2 separate regions of the Mus musculus genome follow, and region 2 is linked to region 1. The links are chromatin contacts, called in public HiChIP or PLAC-seq maps. All regions are on one chromosome and are shown on one strand. Each heading gives the region's core, a stretch centred on a gene start, on an enhancer-like site or on the middle of the called end of the contact. The rest is flanking DNA. Distances are from core to core; before and after follow the strand shown. Region 1 holds the start of Acvr1b (activin A receptor, type 1B). Region 2 holds the start of Krt80 (keratin 80).

Region 1 (4,415 bases), core at 1,373-3,872:
GCTGTTTCCAGGGTAAAAATCCTTGTCCTGGCTTTTTACTAAGCCCCAGTTTTGATGAATTAGTAGACACCTATCTCTTGCTGCCCTCACATGGTGCTCACATACCAGGCCTGAGAACTGCCTTGGTCTGTCACTTCTCCAGCCCACAGGAGCTCTGTATAGGAAATGCAGGGGAGGGGAAAAAAAAAATCAACTTCTTGTTATCCCAGCCTCTACTTTCCCAGAAGTGACGTCTGACTTTAAGCCTTTTGCAACAGTGGTCTCTGTAGCATGCACTATTGGCAACTAGATGTATCCCGGAAAAAACTGCAGTGTCTGGCCAAGAAGTTTGAAGGCCTTGGAGAATGTTTGCTGGACACACAACCAAATATCCCATTTACCAAAAAAAGAGCCCAACTCCCGGTTATACCCACCCACTGCCACCCCAACAAGCATCCAGTTTGGGGAGGATACAAAAACAAACCGTGTTCAGAACCAGTTGGCTTACCAATTAAACATTCTTAACTATGCTAGCAACAAGGCAAGCCCACAGACAGACACCAAATCAGCAGGGAACTGACTGTTTCAAAATCTTGGAGATGCTAGAGGCAGGATATGAATTTCACTGGAGGGACTTAGAGATTTATTTATACACACATAACACGACAAACCTGAAGACGGAATGTCCTTATTTTTACCACCCTACTAGGGAAACAGCACTGTCACAGATCTCGAAACATGGCCCACAAGCCCCAGAGAACATTCTTATTTATGAAAATCACTCTCTCCCCACAAATGTAAGGCTGTTCATCCACCTTCGGCGGGGTTTACCAGTCTCTGCCGCCGCCGCTCAGTTACCTGTGACAGAGCAGCAGCAACACAGGGAACTCAGCACAGTGCCTAGCAGAAGCACTAGCCAGTGAACAAAGACCCCGCCGCCGACGCACAAGCCCCGCCACTCTGGAAGAACACATCAAAGACGGGGATAGTGAACTTGGTTTTGAGACTCCAAAGTAGCATGGTGTCTTCTACTGAGGGTCTGCGTTACTAAACCAAGACCCACCTGAGCATCTCGTGTGTGTGTGTGTGTGTGTGTGTGTGTGTGTGCGCGTGCAGATTAGAGCCACAGACAGACAGACAGACAGACAGACAGACAGACACACACACACACACACACACACACACACACACACACGAACTTCCATTGCTGGAAGGTTGGGGGCGGCTGAGAAGCCAAAGCAGAAGGCTTTGTACAATGGGAGCAGCAAATACAACCCCTAATTGTCTCACCATATCCATCTGTGGGTCAATAATCACTTCGATGCAACTGCCAAATATAACCTTCTTCTGTAACCCCAATGCCAAAGCACATTTGAGAATACTACCAGATGAAATATTTTAGGGTTTCACCGGCTCTTCCCAGCCTCACAAGCCTCATAAACAACACAGCCGGTGTAGTGTCCCACAGAAACGTCTCCACCTCTGTACTGGGAAAGGTGGGGGTGGGCCTGGCCACACAAGGCCCTTAAGGCTGGAAGGTAAGGGGTGTGTGTGGAGGGTGGGTGCCGGGAGGAGGGACTGTGTGTCAAGGCAAAAGTACTGACCAAGGGCCAGGGAGACGGTCCAACCGTGGGGGTCTTTAAATAATTGGGGGTGGGGGGGTTGGAAGCAGTTTTCAGGATCTCACCTGAAAAGCATCCTCGGAGTGATTAACTGAATGGGCCCCCTGGGGCGGGGTGGGGGAGGTGAGGAGGCATGCAAACACACATACACCTAGATTCAGATTAACAGCTGGGGAACTAGGTTTTCACAGGGTTGGAATGGCTCTGAGGCCAATCTCCAAAAAGGTTTAGGGGCCTGCTCGCCCCATTTCCTCCAAACAGCGTCTACAGGCATGGATATCCGAGGTGGGTGGGAGGGGGGTGCCCTGCAGAACCCAAGGAGCTGAGCGAAAGAAGGGGGAATGTGACTCCGGTGCCTAGACCATCAGGGTGGCAGGGGAAAGAGGGTAGGGGCACCCCATGATGAAGGGAGGCTTAGAGACCCCTACCCTCCTAGCCTAGGGTACGCATAGGCTCTCGGCAACAGAACACATCGGAGAAACAAGCCCCCCATCGTCGAACCCCACAATCTTGGCGGGAGAAAAGGCGCCCCCAGGAGCATCTGCTGGCAGGGAATAACCCCCCTCGCACGGACGCGCTGAAGGGCAGGAGCCAGGGACCTCCACATCTCGAGGAAGCCTGGGGTGGGAGCGGAGGGTGCAGGAGGCGCGACCCCCTGGGCGCCCCGGTCGGGCTCCGTCTGGAAGAGCGCGCGGGTCCCCAAGGCTGACCCAGCGCCACCCCGGCCCTCCGCGCCCCCCGCCCGGCCATATTGCGCGGCTGGGGAGGGGGCGCGCCCGAGCCCCACGGCGAGCGCGAGGCCTCGCCTGGCCGTCTGTATCCCGCGCCCCCCCCCCCCATCCCCGCCCCGGACTCACCCTGGATCCCCCGGGGCCCGGACCCGCCGCTGCCGGCGAGCAGGAGGACAACAAGGGGGAAGAAGGAGGAGGCTCCGGCCGACTCCGCCATAGTAACCGCCGCCGCAGCCCAGCAGCGCCCAGCGCGCGCGCGCGCCCCCGGCGCCTCTCTCCCTCCCTCCCTCCCTCCTCCCGCCCGCCCGCGCGCGCCCGGCTCCTTCGCTCCGCGCCGGCACGTGAGCTCCCGGGAGCCGGTGCGGCCGCCGCCGCGCGCGCCCCCGAAGGGCGGGGCCGGGTGCGCGCGTGCGCCCGCCTTAAAGGGGAGGGTCCCTGTTAAAGGGGCGGAGGCTCTCGCCTCGGCCAACCTCGCGCACCCGTGCGGAGCTGAGCCGAAAGCGGGGGAGGCCGGGTCCGCCGACCGACAGTCTCCCTCCTCCCTCCGCGGAGTGGCCGCGCCGGCGCCCGTCCTCCTTCCTTCCCCCAGCCCCGACCCTCCGGCCCGTTGTGTCCCGCTGGGTTCGTCGCCAGAGTCTCCTGACCGGCGTCCCCTCGAGGCTCCCTCCCGCTGCAGCGAGCTGGACACAACTACCTGTGCGAGCGAGCGTCTGTGTTTTCGAAATGTAGCTAGGCTGGCACGGCTGACAGCCTTGGTGAGGGTGCTGGCCAGGTAGAACCATTTTGGGAAACAATGTGACAGCACCTATCAGACAGCTTCACAAAACGCATTGCATTTGCCCGGCATTTCCTCCTGTCTGTCTTCAGGAAATAATGAGGCTAAATATTTACGCAAAATGTTCCCTTGCTTATTTATCATTGGAAAAAGCTGGAAACTAGAGAAGCAATCATAGAAGCTTAGATAAACTGTGGCTCACTCATGTGAAGGAGCACTAGTGATTAAAAATCGGTTTACAAAAACTAATGGCGCGAGGAAATGTTACTCCATGTTAAATGAAAATGTAAACACCAACCTTTACAATAAATTTTTGTGGATGATATGTATGCATGTATGCGTAGGAGAAAAGGGAACGATATTACTCAATATTACTACTAAGGTTTTCAGTTTGTTTTTGAGACAGAGTCTTATTATGTTGTCCAGGCTGGCCTCAAACTCACTGAGAACTGCCTGTTTCTGCTTCTCAAGTGCTGGGTCTAAAGGTGTGTGTGCCACAGAGGCAGGCTGAAATAATTTTTTGTTTCTCCTTTAAGTATTCCAGTAACTTCTAAATAGTTTCCAGATAAACATTACTTTCAAACCTAGTAGGAAATACTTATAAAAGGCAAATGATCCCGTATCTTTCTGAAGAGCTCACAAGAGACTTTGGGATCTGTATTCTGCTTCTGATAACCAACTAGGAGAAAACAGGCAACATCTTAGCCTTTCAAAGTCATAGATAGTTTCATGTGTGAGACCAAGGGATAGAGAAGACCGTCAAGAAGGAGGGAGGGAGGAGAGGCAGGCAGATCTCTTGAGTTCTGGGACAGTGTGGTCTACAGAGTGAGTCCCAGAAGAGCCAGGACTACTCAGAGAAACCTGTCTCAAAAACAAACAAACAAACAAAAAACCCAAACCAACCAACAAACAAACAAAGGTGGGGGGCGCTGTTCTGACATCTTACCTTATAATTGTCTCCAACACAAAGAACCCAAGGAAAACAGGACTTCTGGTCTCATTCCCCAGGTACAACACACAAACACACACAAGTAGAAAGTCAAACTGGTGCTTAGTGCATAGCTGGGTAAATAAACACCACCATTTTTATTCTTTTTACCCTCAATCATGACCTGCCCCCCAAAAGTAGCCTACTTCTCCAAGTCTGTCTTACTGGTCTACCCAACTATGCTGTATCTATCCTCCTTTAGGCCCCCAGCTGTGGTCCAACAGTACTGAGGGCCACTGGACCAAAGTTGGCATTACATAACAAATTTATTCTCTGTTTACTCTGAAGCTTAGAAACCCCAAATCACTTGGCCACGTTCC
Region 2 (4,401 bases), core at 809-3,308, 200 kb before region 1:
GGGAGGACTTCCTCAGGAAGGACCAAGAAGTAGGTGGGGCAGAGCTGTAGAGTTTGTTTATTTGGGGCTTTTTTTTTTCTGCTGTTCCTGTTTGGCAATCACAGCCGTGGCAGTCAAAGTCACCTCAGCACCCAAAGAGAGCTCGGAGCCGGGGGGGGGGGGGTGGCAACAGATAGCTCCCATGTCCCACCCAGTAGCCATTCTTCTAGGGAGTCAAGAGCATCCCTAAGGAAAGCCCCCAGAGACAAAGGCCTCCATGTCGGCTGGGAGTGACCACTGACTGTGACTTACCAAGAACCTGTCAAATTCAGTGGGACGTGACAGGCTGAACTGAGCGTTAAGAGGAACCGACCTGACCAAAGCAAACAATAAGGAGACAAAACCAGCTTCGTTCTTGGTCCCCCGCCCTTCCGGTGGCTTCCAAAGTCACCATAAACAACCAGTGCCCTGAGACCAGGCACGCCACCCCACCCTCTGTACTGAGGACAGTGAATTCATTTGGCATATGCCTTAAATGGAGGCAATGGTAAGGACAGAGAGAACACTCAGGCCGTACCAAGCGCAGATGCCACTGGCTGCCCCCTCAGAGCACTCTGGGCTGACCAGGAAGGGTATGCCACTAGATCTGACAGCATGCCATTCAGATACCAGAAGAAGACGGTGGGAGGTTGGGGCGGCCATACCAGACACACCAGGCTGCTGAGTGGGGTACATATAGCATGCCACAGAAGTAGGGCATACATTGTCCTGGGAACCCAATTACCCACGGTAGATCCTGGAATCCAGGATCCAGACAGACTCCTGATGCAGAATTCTGTATCCAAGTGAACCAGAAGTGCCCATTCATGGGAACCAGGCCTGGACCCCAGGCAGGTGTAGGTCATGTGGCTCAACCATCATGCCTGGTTAAAATGTGTGACTGCCTCGGTCCCCTCAAAGGCCGAGTCCCCTTGGTTTTTACAGACACACCCTTCTCTGAGCTCAGGGAGATTATGCTGGACCTAGCAGGGTGGGTAAGAAGAGGCCATCTCTGGATAAGGAAGAGCAGGCCCTGGCTGAGCACTGGGCTGAGAACCTTTGTAGTTTCCAGAAATTCCTTGGGCACCTTGATGCCTGTTTCCGTACCAGATTTTCCATGAAGAAGGTAGAAGCTGTACGGGTAGCCATGGAGGAGGAACGGGAAGAAGAGTGAAGGAGAAGGCAGGGCAAGGAGCTGGACACCTGGAGGCAGAACTACAGCCAATCAGAGACCCTCTTGGCCCCTGGAGCGGGGGGGGGGGGGGGGGGGGGGGAGAGGACTCTGAACCCAGGCCAGCTGTTTGGAGTGGGTCCTCTACTCTGCTTGTGACTGAAATCTTAAGCCCATTTTTCAGATGAGGGTAAAATACAGCCACATAATTGAGGTTTTCTACCAGTGGGAACAACCAAGCTGACTCCGCACGCAACCCAATGTCACGTCACGTTTCAAAAACCAAGAGCTCTAGGCCTCGGTCATGTGCTTCCTGCAGGCCTTGAGTCAGTGGGGTGCACTCGGCTGGTCCTCAGTAAGGGAGAGAGGGCAAGAGGGAATGGGAAATTAGCAGGGGACACTGACAGATGGATAAGATAAATAATAAGGGGGCTGTTTTCCAACAACAGCCTGGCATGGCGCCCAGGGCAGTCATCACCCTTGGAGCTCAGGGCTACACTTGCTTCATCTTTTCCAGAAGTATGCGAGCCCAGATACGTCAGCCTTTCGGTATGCAGCGTGATCTGTGGCTGGCTGCCCGCCTTTCTCCCTGCTCCTTCCTTCAGAACTTCGCCTTCTTGGCACTGACCACCCGGCCCCACCCTGCCCCACCCAGCCAGCCCGGCCGCAGGCCCCCTCCTCAGTCAGGCCCCTCTTGCAGGGGACTGTGACAAGCCCCTTCAACAAGGCAGAGCCCCTGTAGGGCAGACAGAAAGCTGTGGTACGGGGAGGGCGGGAGCCACATCATCTAACTAACAGGTTGGTCTGGCTTGGAGGAGTCCCGCCCTCCTGTAGCTAATGAACACTATGCAACAGGTGTTTTCGCCTCAGTCCCCAGCCGGCCCTGGATGTGACAGGAGGCGGCTGCCAGCCACCAACTCCAAATCTCCCTAGCTCACTGGTGAGCCCTCCGGCTCCCAGGCCCAGGGGGGCCACCATGGCCTACCGCTCCTGCGTCGTTGGCTTCAGCAGCCTCAGCGGCTGTGAGATGACCCCTGCGGGCAGTCCCCAGCCTGGGACCTCAGGATGGGGCAGCTGTGGGCTCCCTGGGCCTGGCTTCAGCTCTCGAAGCCTCACAAGCTGCAGGCCAGCTGGCACCATCCCCAAGGTGACTGTGAACCCCAGCCTGCTGGTGCCTCTGGACCTCAAGGTGGATCCAGCTGTTCAACAGCAGAAGAATCAAGAAAAGGAGGAGATGAAGGCTCTCAATGATAAATTTGCCTCCCTGATTGGCAAGGTGAGCTAAGTGGGAGAGGGCACCAAAACAGAAGGGCCCCAGGCTTTCCAGGTGACCTGGCTGGTGGTTCCCTGAGCATCGGTCATGCCCCGCCCCTGATCCCAGCCAATGGGGATGCAGCATGGCTAAACCTGCAGAGATGGGTTAGGGAAACCTGATACATCCTGGTGTCTGGGGTGAAAGGAACTTCAGGGTGACTCTGCGGGGTACTGGATAAGGGTGCACTACCTGGCTGGGGATGGGAGGGCTCCGTGTACCCCTGTAACAGTCAAGGGGTGCTTCTCGGGATGGCCTATGGAGGTGTGGCCTGCTGACTTCTGCCCAGGTGGGTGGATGGGAGATACTGCTAAGATGCCCTCAAAACCCCAAGCCTCTGTACCAGCATCTCCCTCCCACCCTGCTGGCTTTCCCCATTCATCCGTAGAGCCACTGTTCTGGCAGGTCCAAAGGGGTGGGGGTGGGAGCGGGGGCAGAAGGAGGCTGCCATGGAGTTTGTATGAGTAAAGACGCAACTTTGGCTTGTCAGGAGAAAGGAATGTAGAGGACTGTGTCAGAATCCAGCCAGCAGCCAACAGTTGGCCTGCTTTGCACTCACCTAGGTGGAAGGAACAGGCCCCTAACAACATGGCCCCCACACTTCCTAGACTCACTGCCTGCAGCTAGCCTAGGGCTTCAGGAAGTCCTGTCTACCTTCCAAGCCTGTGCCCACTCAACCACTCCAAGAAGCCTCTGTGAACAATCCTCCCAGCCCTGCTTCCTCCTGTGTCAGAGCCGCACTGACTGAACTACACACTGGTGTGCTAGGCACCACAGGGCACCTCACAGGTTCACCTCAAATCCCCTTAACTGTAAAGAAAGACATCTCATGACTTTGCGCAGAACAGGGAACCCTGGCCAGTCCTTATCTGCCTCTTGGTTTCTGAGTCTGCAAACCCTTGCACATTTCTGGGGTCCTGAGCTGTGGGGGTGTACAGACAGACAGGCAGTGAGAAGAGAGTGCCACGTGTGGCCTGGATGCCTGAATGCCACAGGAACGTAGCAAGGCGGCGGTGGGCCAGTGCTAACTAACATCACTACAAACGTTGTTTTCCCAGCTGTGCAGATGAGGCAATAGGACCAGAGAGACTCATTGCATTGCCCAGAGTCACAGAGCCAACAACTGATACGGTTTATATTTAAACTCAGGTCTGTGTGTGTATGATGTGTATGATGTGTATGTGTGTATGACAGACAGACAGACAGACAGACAGACAGACAGACAGACAGACAGATAGACAGAGACAGAGAGAGAGAGAGATCTGAGGCAGAAATGGTGTCTTTCCCTGCCTCTTCTGACTAGTTCAGAGTCTCCTCATTTACATCCAAGATGCCCACATTGGGGGAGGAGCAAGAAGACCTTTCCACAGCTGCAGATGGAACCCACGGCCTGAGAGGTAGGCCCTGCAGAGGTGCCTCCTTGACAAGCCTGGCTAATCCCTTAAAAGGAGTGCTTCGCTGAACTATGTAATTTGGCTCCCATGGGTGGCTTTTCTCTCCTTCGAACGATTGCCAATGCTGATGTCACTCTGTGCCACTGCCATGGGCACCGGGTGGGAACCGTGGGTGTGGGCCCAGGGAAGGAGCCCTCACAGTTAGGGTCCTTGAAGGTCCTTAGCAGAACTCAAGCTTCCTAGCTCTCAAAGTTGGCCTTGAGGTGGGGTGCCCATCACTGTAGGGTACAGGGAACTATGGGTTCCAGCCCTGTGCTAAGCAGAGGCTTGGGAGACCCCAAGGGACTAAAAAAGTATTAGAACCCTATTTCTGAGTTTGAACCCTGGACCCACCACCAGTCTGCTGTGTAACTGCAGGCAACCTGCTGAACCTCTCTGGGCCTCAGTGCACATCCATGTAATGGGTTTCTCAATCAAATGGGACGACTTTTGAATAGTAGTTGGAA

The links. HiChIP or PLAC-seq counts read pairs in DNA pulled down with a chosen protein or histone mark.
Region 2: an HNF4G HiChIP or PLAC-seq map of pancreatic cancer cells shows a contact between it and region 1. The contact joins the promoter of Krt80 here to the promoter of Acvr1b in region 1. A contact is called at or near these places in 2 of 115 datasets of contacts at active chromatin or transcription factors (microglia and pancreatic cancer cells) and 1 of 9 other capture datasets (adipose tissue).

Annotation. Positions count from the first base shown.
Region 1 is chr15:101,172,279-101,176,693 of GRCm38.p6, reverse strand. It overlaps Acvr1b (activin A receptor, type 1B), which reads right to left and starts at 2,622. Exons shown (of 9, transcript NM_007395.4): 1 at 2,459-2,622. The coding sequence starts at 2,549.
Region 2 is chr15:101,367,819-101,372,219 of GRCm38.p6, reverse strand. It overlaps Krt80 (keratin 80), which reads left to right and starts at 2,058. Exons shown (of 9, transcript NM_028770.3): 1 at 2,058-2,465. The coding sequence starts at 2,166. All of the region lies in intron 1 of Gm35853 (a long non-coding RNA gene), which reads right to left. It overlaps Mir1941 (microRNA 1941), which reads right to left and starts at 2,868; the gene lies at 2,786-2,868.